Regions from separate parts of the Mus musculus genome. Here region 1 is linked to region 2. A link is a contact called in public HiChIP or PLAC-seq data. All regions are on one chromosome and are shown on one strand. The core of a region is the stretch at or near the end of the contact, and the rest is flanking DNA. Distances in the headings are between cores, read along the strand shown. Region 1 has its middle 22 kb from the start of Carlr. Region 2 has its middle 22 kb from the start of n-TNgtt9.

Region 1 (7,311 bases), core at 3,866-6,365, 210 kb before region 2:
TGTGCGGTGTCCTACGGGCTCTGTGGCTCACCAGAGTCACATAAATCATGCTTGGCTTGCTCTGTGGGGCGTGAATGCCATTAAGGCCTTTAAAGGCTTTTTTATTTTTTAATTAAGTGATCCTTTTAGGACATATTCATCAACTTAACCAGAAGTCTCCACCTCAGACTCATTTGGGGAGGGGAGCTTCCTTCAAGAAAAAAACCGCACTGAACGACATTTTTGTGATGACAAAACCATTTCCTTAATCTGTCTGTCCAGCTATCCAAACCAGGCACCTTTCCCCATGCCTGCCTAGGTGCTGGGAGCTCCTCCAAGGAACTTCTCTTCCACCCACCACCTTCTTTCTTCCTGTGTGAGTGTGTGTGTGTGTGTGTGTGTGTGTGTGTGTGTGTGTGTGTGTGTTGCATACACTTGTTAGTGTGCATGTGTGCAAGTGCCTACCTGCCTAGGCCAGGGGTTGGCAACCTCTGTTTTTTCTCAATCATGTTCCACATTTATTTTTTGAGATAGAGTCTCTTACCGAGGATGAGTCTCTGAGGCTAATTGATTAAAACCTGCCTTGTGTGTTCCGAGCTTCAGGGATACCCGGCTCCATCCCTGAGCTTTTGGGGTACCTTCTCCATCTCGGTAGTCCTGGGTTACAGGCACTCACACACCTCCCATATGTGGGTGCTGCGTATCCAAACTCAGATTCCAGTGTTTATCTGGTATGGCTTGGCTGACTAGGCCATTTCCCAGCCTCTCCCCCCAGTTCCTAAAGACCTTAAATTGCGTCTCTTATGTACAAAGTTACTACTAAGTGCTTTGCACTAACATAGTTGCTCAGCTTACAGCTTTCTCTGAGAAATAGCAGAACTTTTAATGAAACAGCAGTCCACTTATACCCTAATTCTAGAATGTTTTTACAATGATTTCGTGCTCAGATCTGAAGCAGACTTCACCTCACTTGACCGCCAGCTGAGTTTCACCTGTGTGTGAGTCTCCGCTGAAAGCCTCTGCCTGGCCGGGTCTGCTTAGTCTCCCGGCACCTATCACATGCTCTTTCAAAAATGTGCTTACCAGAAAAATCCCACTTTTCTTTCATAACTCCTCAAATTAGGAGAAATAATTCATGATGCATGAAATCTGCCATAATAGGATTACTTCCTAAGCAATTAAACGTTTTCCCACTTTAACCCCAGGATGAGAATCCCAGCCAAACGTTGCTTTCTTTTTTTTTTTTTTTTTTTTTTTTTGGTCAGTCTTAAACTTTATTTTTTTTTTCCATTTTTTATTAGGTATTTCGCTCATTTACATTTGCAATGCTATACCAAAAGTCCCCCATAGCCACCCACCCCCTCTCCCCTACCCACCCACTCCCCTTTTATGGCCCTGGCGTTCCCCTGTACTGGGGCATATAAAGTTTGCGTGTCCAATGGGCCTCTCTTTCCAGTGATGGCCGACTAGGCCATCTTTTGATGCATATGCAGCTAGAGTCAAGAGCTCCGGGGTACTGGTTAGTTCATAATGTTGTTCCACCTATAGGGTTGCAGATCCCTTTAGCTTCTTTGGTACTTTCTCTAGCTCCTTCATTGGGGGCCATGTGATCCATCCAATAGCCGACTGTGAGCATCCACTTCTATGTTTGCTAGGCCCAGGCATACTCTGACAAGAGACAGCTATATCAGGGTCCTTTCAGCATAATCTTGCTAGTGTATGCAATGGTGTCAGCATTTGGAAGCTGATTATGGGATGGATCCCCGGATATGCTAGTGTCTACATGGTCCATCCTTTTATCTCAGCTCCAAACTTTGTCTCTGTAACTCCTTCCAAGGGTGTTTTGTTCCCACTTCTAAGGAGGGGCATAGTGTTCACACTTCAGTCTTCATTTTTCTTGAGTTTCATGTGTTTAGGAAATTGTATCTTATATCTTGGGTATCTTAGGTTTTGGGCTAATATCCACTTATCAGTGAGTACATATTGTGTGAGTTCCTTTGTAAATGTGTTACCTCACTCAGGATGATGCCCTCTTCCATTAACAGATTTGTTTATTTTTAATTGACTTAAGTCTTGGAAATTTCAGCCTCACTAAAAACCGTCCGTCCACACTCCTTCCCGTTCCTTGCCAGGGATTTCAAGTTACACATCAGTGTGTGCTCACTTTCTTTCCTCAGTCCGTACACTCTCTCTCCATACTTACTATTCAAGTTGTATTTTTCAGGCATGTTGGAAATGCAAAGCAGTATGGCCAGTCAGATTAATAACCATGATGAGTTTGGAAAGAGGAATTAATCACAGGAAACATAGTGAGAATTCTGGAATTTTGATGTCTTTAAAACACACACACACACACACACACACAGAGAGAGAGAGAGAGAGAGAGAGAGAGAGAGAGAGAGAGAGAGAGAGAGAGAGAAAACACATTTTTTTTTTGTTTTAATCCCAGGTGTGGGGACTGGGGGCTGCTTCGAAGCAGCCAACTATAATTTGCCTCCTGCCCTCGCTGAGGCGTAGTTTTGCCAGCTACTGAGAGTTTCTGTGATTTCAAGATGTTTCAAATTCTGAGAACTTTTCAGAAGGTACAAATGTCCCATTTGGTGAGCTGAGTGGTTGTTGGTCATTGGGGGGGGGGGGGGGTAGTAGTTGTGCTCAAAGAAGAAACAAAAATAAATTAGATTTAGACATCTCCCCTTCCCTCCCTTTCCCTCTTCCCCTCCCTCCCCTCTATCCTTCTTTCTTTCCTATCTGGTGATGGGGTAAAAAAGAAGAACCCACAATGTAGCAAAGACAAGATTCCGAAACTCACTGTTTTTAACCTCCTAGTGATGACTTGGAATATCCACACATGGTAAGCCTCTTTGATAAGAATCTAAACACACCTCCAAGAAAGTTTTTTCTTGTGTTTGTTGTGTAGGCTGCAACTTTAGCAAGGATATTCTTGCTAATGAACAATAACTACTATCTGTGTTTACTGTTGATTTTTATCAACACGCATGTCCCTGGCCTCTGGCTTAAATTTTTCTGTGTCCTGTGTGATAACCCTTTATGCTTTGTTAGTACTTTAACAAGCTCTATTACTTTTATGTGAAACTTTTGTTTTGTTTTGTTTTGTTTTGTTTTGAGGCAAGGTTTGTCTGCATAGCTCTGGCTGTCCTGGAACTTGCTTTGTAGACCAGACTGGCTTCAAATTCACAGAGATCCATCTGCCTCTGCCTCCCAAGTGCCCCCATGCCCAGGTCTATGTGAAACTATTACTAAAAGTTCCTCATAGCTCTCTTGAATAGTGAGTTCCCTGATTTATAAGCAAGTGGGACAGACAAAAGTAAAGGGTTTCCTAACTGTGAAAATCCTTTCCCTGGAGGGACAGGTTGCAATGCCCCGTCCCTGTTTCTACCTCCTGCTAGAACACCCTCCCTTTAGGCCAGAGAGTCTTATTAACCCAGGAATTGATGTTGCTATTCCAATATTACCATAAAGGTCACTTTTCTTAATGGGGAAAGGACACATTTGCATAGAAACCTCTAAGTCTACTGTCCTTTGAACGGGGCCAGGAGCTAAACAAAAGCTTTTGTGAGCAGAATGATCTCGAGGGACTTCAGAATCCTTGTCTTTCTTTCCTATCTTATCTATCCTGAATATACAGCCCAGACCACAGGATACAAATGCAGTTGTCAACTCAGGACAGCCTGGTGTTACTCTAAATACCACAAGAGCAGTATGAAGGGGGTGGGGTGGGAGGCTGGTAAGGAGGCAAAGATACTATTTACTATAAAGCACCCCTTGCATTCCTTTCTTGCACCCCCATTTCTGGAATTCCTGTTTCTGAAGGGGGGGGTGTCAGGATGGCTTGGGTGGTGTATAAAAAGGAGCCAGCGTCCATACCATCATTCTGAGCTCCAAGGTTGAGTTTGAGCTTATCCCTGCTGGCAGAAAACAATCTCTAACGGATTCCGAAGATAAACCTCGCTGGAAACCACCACAAACTTGTCTTTCCAGCAGTAGCCGTCATGCACAGAGGTGCTGTCAACCCCCCGAGAAGCCTAGGAACATTCGTCTCCCCTCAGCTGTCCTCACTCACATTGATTGGCCACCAGCCTCCGGGACAGGCCTGGATTGGCTCCCAGCATTGGAAACACTTTCCCATGATGGCTCTTTTATGCTCTTGGCAGGCGTGTACAGTAACCAGCAGAGAGAGAAATTCTGCCTGCAAGGGAAAATTAAAACCCTAACGTAACTGCACTGGCCCTGAGTGGGGTTTTACATGTTAAGCTTGCTCAAGACTTATGTTAAAATCAACTTTGCAAAAGAAGCCTTTTTAAAGAAAAAAAAAAGTCTATGGAGCTGCCAAAAGGCAGCAACGTCTTTACTGTCCAGGTGACAGTGGGTTTGGACAGCTGAAATGATCTGGTACAAACAAACTGGCATTTCCCCGTCCAGTAACCCATCTCCTCTCTCTCTTCTCTGTTTACCTTAGTTTATATTCTTTCCGTCTTAAACTTGGGTGCAGCGATCTCTCGAAGTGATATTTATTAATCCAATGTCATTGGAATTACTCTTTTATTAAGCGTGGACTACATGTGTAAGTGTTCTTTCCTCACCGTTTCTCCAGGCCTTTCTGCAAGGCCTGACATTGTCATTGATCCCACCGGGACCTCTGACTGCCCTGGTTCGCCTTTGTCATATTTCATGACACCTACTCTGCAGGTCAGGCTTCCCTTCCAGGGTCTTGCTGCTCTCTGCACCTGCCTTGCCCTGGAGTCAACTTCTCAGATCTGGGACCACTTCTGAGGAAATCCCTCTTGCCATGCACAAAAATACTGTCTAACTTTCCCCAAGTGGCTAATTAGCCCACCAGTGTCCACTTTCTCAATCACTTCCTGTCAGGGCAAGCGTCAGATTTGCTGAAAAAAGCAATCATTTCCATATAATCTCTCCTGCCCTCCCCCGCCCTGCATGCGCCTCTTCTCTCCTTTAGTTGTATTCATTGCCTTACAGCCCACAGGCCTCGTGCCTCCTGGAAGGCACAGAGGCAGCAGTCATTGTGGCAGTAATGAGTTTTCCTGCTTGCACGGCACCTTAGACGCCTGGTAAGTGACAAAGCACAATGCATACGGAAGGAAAATGAAACCGAAACCGGGCAGAACTCAATAACCACCTTCAAGGAAGATGGAGGCTGGCCAGCTGTTTCCCATTCAGGGTGAAGACAGGAGAGAGAGGAAGTGAAGGGAAAGGCAAGACTTTCCAATAAGCACCACACAGGGGCTGAGGCCACAGGGGGAACCTCAACCCGGGAGGACCCAGGCTGCTCCAAGCACAGGCTTCTGACCAGGGCTCACGGACTCCTTCCTGAATTGTGGCTTCCTCAAGGTCGTCTGAGTTCACGTTTTCTGTTTGTTCTGACAATTTATAAGCAATGGACAATGGTGACAACCGCTGGGGTCAGAGAGGCTGGGGGCCGCTTGGCCTTCACTTCCTTGTCCCCAGCAGCTACACGCTGTGTAAGGCTGTGTGAACAAGTGGTAGACTAGCCTTGCTTTTCTTCCCCACAGGTTTTGGACAGAGGAACATGAGGTCGGGATTTCTTGCTGTACTATGTGACAGTGATTATTCCCTGCAGATATGGCGGGTTTGAGGAGGAAGGCTGTGTGCGCCTTGTGAGGGTGTATCAAAATGCATTAATGTACAAGGCAGCATTCCTGTTCTCAGAAGGACCCACCCTTCGACTCACACCATCTTGGAACCCAGTCCAAAGGGGCTCCCACCACTTCTTTCAAGGAACCTGTGAGCCTCTGAGTGAGGCTTTGCTCACAGAGAGTAGCCTTGAATGGGCGGAGCTATATTCTTCTAAGCCCTCTGTCCACTAAGCCTTCCCTAGGTTCCTCCTGGGTCACTCTACTGATTGAGTCTTCTTATTCCTGTCCCCCAATATTCATGTGTGTGTGTGTGTGTGTGTGTGTGTGTGTGTGTGTGTGTGTGTGTCTGTCTGTACACATGCATGTTTTGCACGTGTGGGGGCAGTAAATGTTCACATATGTTCACATGGATCTAGAGGCCTGAGGTTCATGTCTAGAATCACCCTCAGTTGCTTTTCCACATTTTTCTTTGAGGCAGGAAGGTTCCTTCAATCAAACTTGGAGCTCTTAGACATGGCTGGTCCTGCTAGCCAGATTGCTTTCAGGAAGCCTCCGTCTTAACTACAAGAGGCTAAATTTTCAGATGGGCCTCCAGATTCAATATTTTCATTGGTTCCGAGGATCTGAGGTCCTCATGCGTGCCAGGCAAGTGCTTTAACCACGGAGCTGCCTCCCCGGCCCTGTGTGGATGTTTCTTTGTCTGTTGGATAACTAGTGTGGTGTGGATTTTTCTTTGTTGGATAACTAGTGTGGCGCAGATGTTTCTTTGTCTGTTGGATAACTAATGTGGTGCATAAACCTGGATTTGCTCTGCCACAGCTTTGCTCAATCCACTGATGAGGGCCTGGGAGGAGAGAAAGAAGTCAAGTCTGAGAAGACCATACAACATCAGAAATAGAGTCAAGCTATTGACAAACACTCGAGGAAACAATCTTCGGGAGCACAGGTCGGTCAGCTGCTGGAGGAGGTGTGGGATCACAGGCAGCCCACCCAGCTACTACTGCAGGTGTCTGTGGCAGCTTCAGAGCTGCCATAGTTCCCTGTCGTCACCCGCATTTGTCTGTCAGAATCTTTCCCTATAATGCTGACCTCATCCCCTTTACTACCTCATTAAACAGACATAACTAAATGACTCTGCCCCGACCTCAGAGTCTAGCCAGAGCCCTTGCATATAGTGAGGCTTTGAAGTACTTTGGAAGGAAGGAAGGAAGGAAGGAAGGAAGGAAGGAAGGAAGGAAGGAAGGAAGGAAGGACAGTTCTGCCATTCCACAGTCTGGAGCAATATGTGCCACTGTTTTTCTTCCAAATGCAAGTCAAGATTCCTTCAGAGAGAGAGAGAGAGAGCAATCACACCACCTTGAAGGAAGGCTGAGGCATGTTATAGGAGACCATGAGCCTCATCAACTGGAAACCATGTCAGGTCTTAAGATTCATGCCTTCATTTTGCCAGTAAACAATTTTACGCTCAGTGCTAGGTGTTGGGACTCAAACATGTAAACACTTCATTCTTCTACTTTCTAAACTTGGAGTTGAAAGAAGTCAGAGAAAGAGAGAGGGAGAGAAGAAAATGGAAGGGACCACATAAAAATGACAGACTAGAAACGGGTGCTAGGGACCAGTTTGGCCTGGGGTGGGCAGGAACTCACTGGGAGGCTGCCCCCTTGAGGGAGCAGCGCGAATCCACACAATCAGAACA
Region 2 (7,187 bases), core at 1,877-4,376:
AAACTGTAGTACTTGGTGTTCAGTATTCTAAATAAGAGTCCGAATCACAGTTTTAAGATGCCATTTCAAGGGGTTCATTTTATATCATATCATTCATAAGGATGGTTAGGACTTCTGTAACTGTGTGTGTGTTTAACCAGGTTGTTCAGTTTTTAAAGTAGGTAATCATTAATCCCTCATTAGAGAAGAAATTATAAAAGTAAGCAAAATCTACTTAGAAGACAATTGGAGCTCCTCCTGTCTGTGTTCAGTGCAAACACCACATTTGTTCCTTGTTTCTGGAGGCTAGGATTTTAGAACAGCAGTTGAAAACAGCTCATCGTCTGCTATGTGAGGAGACTTCGATATGCTGGGCCAATGAGCTAACTGCTACACATCTTCTAACAGAGCACAAAATTGACATAGGAAGCTGAGCTATCATTGTGTTTGGATTCAGTAACTTCTTATTCACAACAGGCAAAGACAGCTATTGTATGTGCTTAAAAAGAAGTCAGATCAGAAGTTTTGTGCTTTAATGAAGAGAATTTAAAATAACACAGGACAATGTATGGAAACCACTGTAAAAATTCCCTGGCTTTTACAAACAGAACATTTATGGTCTGAAAACTTTGCCATTCAGCAACATGACCAGGATATTGCCCTGTAATTCTCTGTAAACTTTTCACTCATATAGCATAAGATCAATGGCTTATGGGTAATGGCTTATGGGTAATTATTTTTATAACATGAGAAACTAACATTTTAGCTGACTATTAATCTTTTGCTTTAAAAAATGTTTAGGTCTTTAAACTACCTTATTGTTGTTGAAGCATTGAATTAAACATATCACAGTTTTATGTGAAAACAAACAAAAATTCCTTGCAAGCAAACATGTAGACAATAAACATTATCACTTCAATGCCTCCTTCTCCCTCCTCACCACCTCTGCTGAATAGAGTTTTCCCCTTAGAATATTTTGTCTCCTATTTAGCTCGCCTAAAGCAAGAACCATGCCTGACAAACATTAAAAGATTACTATTTCTAAATTGCCAGGCAACATAAAGAGTTACAATGACTAGTTTCTTACAGAACAGAAAATATTTTGAGGATATTCAGTGCTCAGATGCTACTAGACCTCAAAAATTCTATATATTTAATAAGTGAATATCAGTGCTTGTATGGTTTTAGTTGTAAAACTTAACATTCATCAATAGTATCAATTTCTCATAAAAGCAAGAATCAGCATGGAATGTGAGGAAGGGAGATGAGAATATCTCAATTCATTTAAACTGTTTGATAGTCCTTGCTGTGAAGCAGACACAACCAGGAGATCTAATAAAACAGTAGACTGGGAGAGTCTGCGGAGAACAAAGTTATCTCAGTAAGACTTTGTTACATGAAATGCCTGAATTATTCTGTGTGCTGATCCATGAGCATCTGCCACTTAAGGAAATGTTACTTCAAAGAGTATAGATACTTGAAGTTTGAAGTCTACAGGATGTAAGTAAGGAGCATTGAAAGTACACACTCAGTATTACATGCATCAATGGTCAAAGCAGTTATGACTTGCAACATTAACAAAGCAGTTAATTGTAAATAAATGTCTTCCATGTAGGTAACATTGTAACATGAAGCTTTTGAAAGACATATAGACCAACAGATAACAAACAAACAAACCAAAAAAAAAAAAAAAACAAAAAACCCACAGCTGTTTGTAAAGAATGTATTATGAGAAATTGACTGTCACATGCTGGGCATTTGTGAATCTATGTTTTTGCATTCCTAAAGATTACCTTGCTCAAAAATTGTCCTGATGGCAATACCTAGTTGTCTAGATGGATTTTGAAAAGATGTAAGGGATCTATTTAAAATTCTGCTTCACTGAATTCTGGGACAGAGATCATGCATTTTCTTTTACATGATAAATCTATCAAATAAAGATACTTTCTTCTGTATTAGTCAGCAATCCTTAACGCATTAAGTGTTAGAAATAGCATGCATACATGTGGTGATTTGTTTTATATTGAACGTTCATCAGTACCTGCCTCCTGACAAGAAACCCTCCTTTCTCATAATAATTTAATAAATATTTTGCAATGGTTTTAAAGAAAAAGTAGGCCTCAGAATCTAATCTGTTAGACTTAGTGGCTGGATTCAAGAGTGGCTAGATTATCAATCAAAACTACAACTTCCAGCTTTCACTTTAGAGGGAGGTTATCCGGAGAGGGGAGAGAGCAACTTATCTTAAGCATCAATCCCATATTTATACTCCCTAAAGCACTCTTTTCTAGGTGGCTTTAGAAATTTGATTTTTACAAAACTCCTGACTAAATAGAACTGTGAAGTCAGGAAAGGCTTCTATAAAGAAGGAAGCACTAAAGATTGCGTAAGAACTTCCAAGAAGTCAAAAACAAGAGCACAAACCAGGAGTCTAAAGTGTTGGCTATTGTCAAGCTATAAACATCTACACAGTGATGAATTATTTAATTTAAAAACTCTTACAGCCTTAAAAAAAGAGAGAGAGAGAGAGACCCTTTCTCAGCAACAGAAGCTAGACTGCTTTCTAAGCAGGCCTTTCAGGTTGCCGAGGTTTTCAGTTCTGAGTTCTGTGGACTATCTCCAAGTCAGCACAAGGTTATTTCATTTTGAAATTTGGTTTTAGGAATTTACAAAAACACAGGGAAGGAATCTCCTGAAACCAACTGGTCCTCACCGTGGGGACTTGAGCCACTCCCTTCTCTTCCCGCCTCTAGAAATTTGCAGCTTGCATTATAATGCAACTTTTCAAACAGAATTTCTTGAAAGAAAGAAAGAAAGAAAGAAAGAAAGAAAGAAAGAAAGAAAGAAAGAAAGAAAGAAAAGGGAAGGGAAGGGAAGGGAAGGGAAGGGAAGGGAAGGGAAGGGAAGGGAAGGGAAGGAAAGGGAAGGAAAGGGAAGGAAGAAATAAATAAATCTGTATTTTCTGCCTGGGAAAGAAATCTTTTTCTGAAAACCTAAACTCTATGAAAGTAGGAACATAGATCTGTGAAAGAAGAACTATTCAATGTAACAGAAAAGTTTCAAAAGTCAAAATCCGGTTAAGAGTGCAGAGATAAAAGTAACCGCTATGATACCGGTTTGAGGGAGCTAGTGTGCGCAGCCCGGACTTGGAGGTGCCAATTTTAGGGTGCGTTTGTCTTCCGGTTTCAAATTACCGCGGGATGGAAGACAAGCACCTGGGGGTGGGGGGTGGGGGTAATGACAGGTACCAGTGGCCTCGGGAAGGGAGACGACAGGCAGTGCTCTCTGTTGGAAAGGAGGACAACCAACCAACTTTATGCCTGGAAGAAAACTTCTTCCAGGCATAAAGTCAGAACAGAGCCCACGGAACCGCCGCCGGGCGATGTGGGTATCGGTCACGCCGGCGGCGATCGCGAGTGGCTAGCTGTTTTTTGCTTTGGTCCTGAGGGAGCGGTCGCCTCCTTCCTTCCAGCCTGAGTCCTTCTCACCTGGAGGGGACGAAGCCAGAGGCTCCGGCCTGGTCCACAACATAGCTCCGGGCAAGTGCGGGGCTCTGGCCTCAGGGTACTCCGGCTTGGAGTGTCGGGGCCCGCTAGCTCCCCGAGTCCTTGGGAAAGGGAGGGGACACCAGGCACCCAGGGCCTTCCTTAGCTCCGGCGAGGATGGGATTTGGAGGAAAGGACAACCCTCGTCATGAAAAGGGGAGAATTGTGAAAAAGACGTGCGTGAGGTTCAGGGTGACACTATGTCAGAGCGACATAGGGCGGGACGAGTGGCGGACGCGGCTTCTATCTGGGGGTGCCTCCAGTTACCCCAAGATCTACCGGGGGAGCTTTGATACCTCGGACGTAGGGGTGGGATGGAGCGACCCGCGGACCTGGAGGTCCGGGCGGTCAGCCCGACAGTCGACCCTGTAAGAGGTCTAGGCGGAGAGCAACCAGGGTAGAGACTTGGTGGCTGTGCGCAGGAGGAGGTGGCTGACCGCCCGCCCCCAGGTGGGATGAGGAGGGGGGCGGGAGGCCCGAAATCCCTTCCAGAAAGGCTCGGATCTTGGGGCACTGTGCTCCGCTATTTTCAGCTAGCACCCTTCTCTTTAAGGGCGTCCTTCCTCTTTTTCTTTCTTTGATCAATCTAGTAACGCCTCCTTCCTGCACTAGCGTCTGCCACTCACCGTTCCAACGTCAAGGACATGAACTCCGAGGGGTGCAGCGCCCGAGGGCCACTTGCAACCGGGTTCCTCACCCCTCAGCCCTGAAGGGCAGTAAGGTCCCCCAGCTAACCCTGCAGCCCTGCGAGGCACGTATAAGAAGGGCCTCCAGCTAGGTCCTGTCCCCTGCAGCCCTGCAAGGGCAAAACCAGGCACTGGGGTTCCCAGCTGGAGCCTGCACCCTACAGCCCTACCAGGAAGACAGGCCTGAGGCTCCCCCCTGTGCTCTGTACCCTGAAGCCCTGTAAGGCAGGCACGATGGTTCCCAGCTGGGCCCTGCACACTGAAGCCCCTCAAGGTATATAGATGGCCACGAAGGTCCCCCAACTGAGCCCTGCATCCTGTCCTGCCGCCAAGCCCTCTGCCCAAGCGGCAGAAACCCACTGGCACAGGTCCCCAGCCGCCGGAGAAAAATCAACCACGACAAAGGGCTGCACGAATATGGCGCTGTTGGAAATGGAGCCTGGACACCGGAGCAGCCTGGCTGGAGCACTGCCTCGGCCTCCTCGCTCTTCCTGGTGCTCTGGCTTTCCACTCCTGGGTTCTCCATCTGGCATCCTCTAACCCGCGGACCCTGAACAGTTTTTATCCTACTGTCCCTTCCCGTGTCTCCCTCCTTCCTGTCCCTCTCGGTTCCTCTTTCTCCATTTTGAGTCTGTGGCCGGCGCGTTTCTTGCCTGCTGGGCTCACAGGTGGGCCATTCTCTTTTCTGTCTGTCTGTCTTTCTGTCTGTCGTTTGCTCTCTCTCGCTCTCTCTCTTTCTCTCTCCCTCCCTTCCTCCCTCTCTCCTGTTGAGTGTGGGCTAGAGAGGGCGTCCAGGTGCGAGCCTAGGCTGCCAAGGGCCAGGGTGGCAAGCTGGTGACCTCAGAAGCCACTGTGTGCCCAGTGCTCCCCAGCAGCGGAGGGGGACTTCTTGGGGTGGGGTGCTGTTGTCTCCTGCTGCAAGGAGATTAGCGCTCTCTCTCTCTCTCTCTCTCTCTCTCTCTCTCTCTCTCTCTCTCTCTCTCTCTCTCTCTCTCTCTCTCTCCCTCTCTGTCTCCTCTCTCTTTGTCTGTGTCTCTGTCTGACCCGTCCCTGTCTCTCTGTCTCTTTCCCTCCCTCCTTCCTTCTCTTTCTTGTTTTCTGGTTTTGGTTAGCTAGTTGGCTTCCTCCCGTGCTTTCTTTTCTTTTATTGCAACTGGGAGTTTTGCACTGTATTTCAATAGACTAGGAATCAGAATCGTCTTTCTGGACAGACTTCCAGAGATGAGTTGTAGAGAGACCGGCAAAGAAGACAGAGATATTAATTCGTGTTTTTTTTCCCGTTAAACACGGGGACTCCCAAGCAGTAAGGTGGTTAGGTGTTTCTTTTAAATTATTCACTTTTTATACTTATCGCCTTTTCTCTCTCCCTCTCCCTCTCCTTCTCCCTCCCCCCACTTATCTGAACTCAAGAATGCTGATTTTGAATTAAAATTATTCCTAAATGGTGGTCCGTGGGGAGTTCTCTGAGAAGCAGTGTGATTTTGAAGTCTCTTGGCTGCGGGACTAGCGACAAGTGTCTTCCTGAAAAGTCTCATTGAGGAGGCGTTTCTCTGTGAGGTAGCTGGGTTGGATTCTTTGTTTTTTTTCAAGCAGATGATAGAAGCATTTCAAGTCAACGGAGGCAATGACATCATTTGCTGTCTGAGACATTTCTTTCAGTCATAATGGGGGAAGTTGGTCTATATATAGAAACTGAAAATAAAATAATTCACCTTTCCAACTATGTTTTAACCTTCTAGATTCACATTTTCAAGAACATTCTATTCTGTCCCCCTCACTCCAGAACAAAACGAAGGTGTTCCTCCTTTGTGTGATAGATTTTGGAATTCCTGGAAATATTTGAAAGATTAAATTTCTGAGACTCTTAAGAAAAAAAAAAAAAACCAAGGGGAATTGTTCTGAGCAGAACTTACAGGGTGTCTCATTTAAAACAAAACAGTTTCCTTGGTTTATATTGATTGCCTTCAATTAAAATCAGGTTTTAAGTACTTCTTTTCAGGCTATTTACAAAAGGGGAGAAAGCTCACAGGTCTTGGCATGAGACTTAGCAATACAGCCAGGCCTTGCTAAACTTAGAGTGGTAACTTCAAATCATAGATGTGAAAGCTGGCAGCAAACATTCTTTTGATTTGAGAACCTGACTTCCAGAATCATTGAAAGTAGATTAAAATGTCTTGTATGCATTTCTTCTGGTAAATGGTAAATGCACTTGCCTAGGAGTACAGAGAGTTCCCAGATGAGCTTTCTAAAAATGGGCATCATTGGAGAAGTCATTTTTGTTTTCCAACTTAATTGGAATAATTCAGTACTTAAATAAAGTTAATCCTATTAAGATATTGTTTCCTGCTCAAAGCAGTAAAAATTAAGCACAACTTATATGACTTTAAAAGGCCAACTTTGTACATAGTCTAAGCAATCCACATTGCTGAAAAAAAAGTGGCCAGAACATGTTTTCTGAGTATTAAATGTATTCAAGGTAGTATGCAGACAAGGGTAGTTTAAATCAGCATTTACAGATTACAAGCAATATTTAGTCTTCCTCATTTATTCTCATTTAAAAACACTCACTAAAAATTTTATTTCTTCCATTACATACAAGTTAAATTTCAGATACATTAAATACCAACTGGAGAAAAAGAAAACTTTATTAAAATGTTGATTATGCAGCTGGAGAGATAGTTAGGAGTGCTGGTTGCTATTCCCAAGGACCCTTCCCAGCACCCCCATCCACCTGTGACCCAACCCCAGGGGATCTGATGCCCTCTCTGGCTTCTGCACACATGTGCAGATACCAACACAGAAACACAAGGATATAAATAAGAATTTTTTAGAATATTGATTATAAACATAGAATTTCTTCATAAGCATGGCTTAGGGAATTCTTTCCTTCTTTCCTTCTTTCCTTCTTTCCTTCTTTCCTTCTTTCCTTCTTTCCTTCTTTCCTTCTTTCCTTCTTTCCTTCCTTCCTTCCTTCCTT

What was found. HiChIP or PLAC-seq counts read pairs in DNA pulled down with a chosen protein or histone mark.
Region 1: a contact with region 2 is called in an H3K4me3 HiChIP or PLAC-seq map of bone marrow-derived macrophages, with 5 times the contacts expected there. The contact joins two enhancer-like sites. A contact is called at or near these places in 1 of 484 Hi-C or Micro-C datasets (pre-B cells) and 3 of 115 datasets of contacts at active chromatin or transcription factors (bone marrow-derived macrophages, effector CD8 T cells and memory CD8 T cells).

Annotation. Positions count from the first base shown.
Region 1 is chr2:18,819,690-18,827,000 of GRCm38.p6, reverse strand. No RefSeq gene overlaps it. Among named protein-coding and RNA genes, the nearest start is that of Carlr, 22 kb to the right of the region's middle. Within about 2 kb of position 5,115, at least 248 of the 459 cell types and tissues checked have an H3K27ac peak or open chromatin away from gene starts, as enhancers often do. A contact at or near this core is called in bone marrow-derived macrophages, effector CD8 T cells, memory CD8 T cells and 1 more, where this site is marked.
Region 2 is chr2:18,605,925-18,613,111 of GRCm38.p6, reverse strand. No RefSeq gene overlaps it. Among named protein-coding and RNA genes, the nearest start is that of n-TNgtt9, 22 kb to the right of the region's middle. Within about 2 kb of position 3,126, at least 208 of the 459 cell types and tissues checked have an H3K27ac peak or open chromatin away from gene starts, as enhancers often do. A contact at or near this core is called in bone marrow-derived macrophages, effector CD8 T cells, memory CD8 T cells and 1 more, where this site is marked.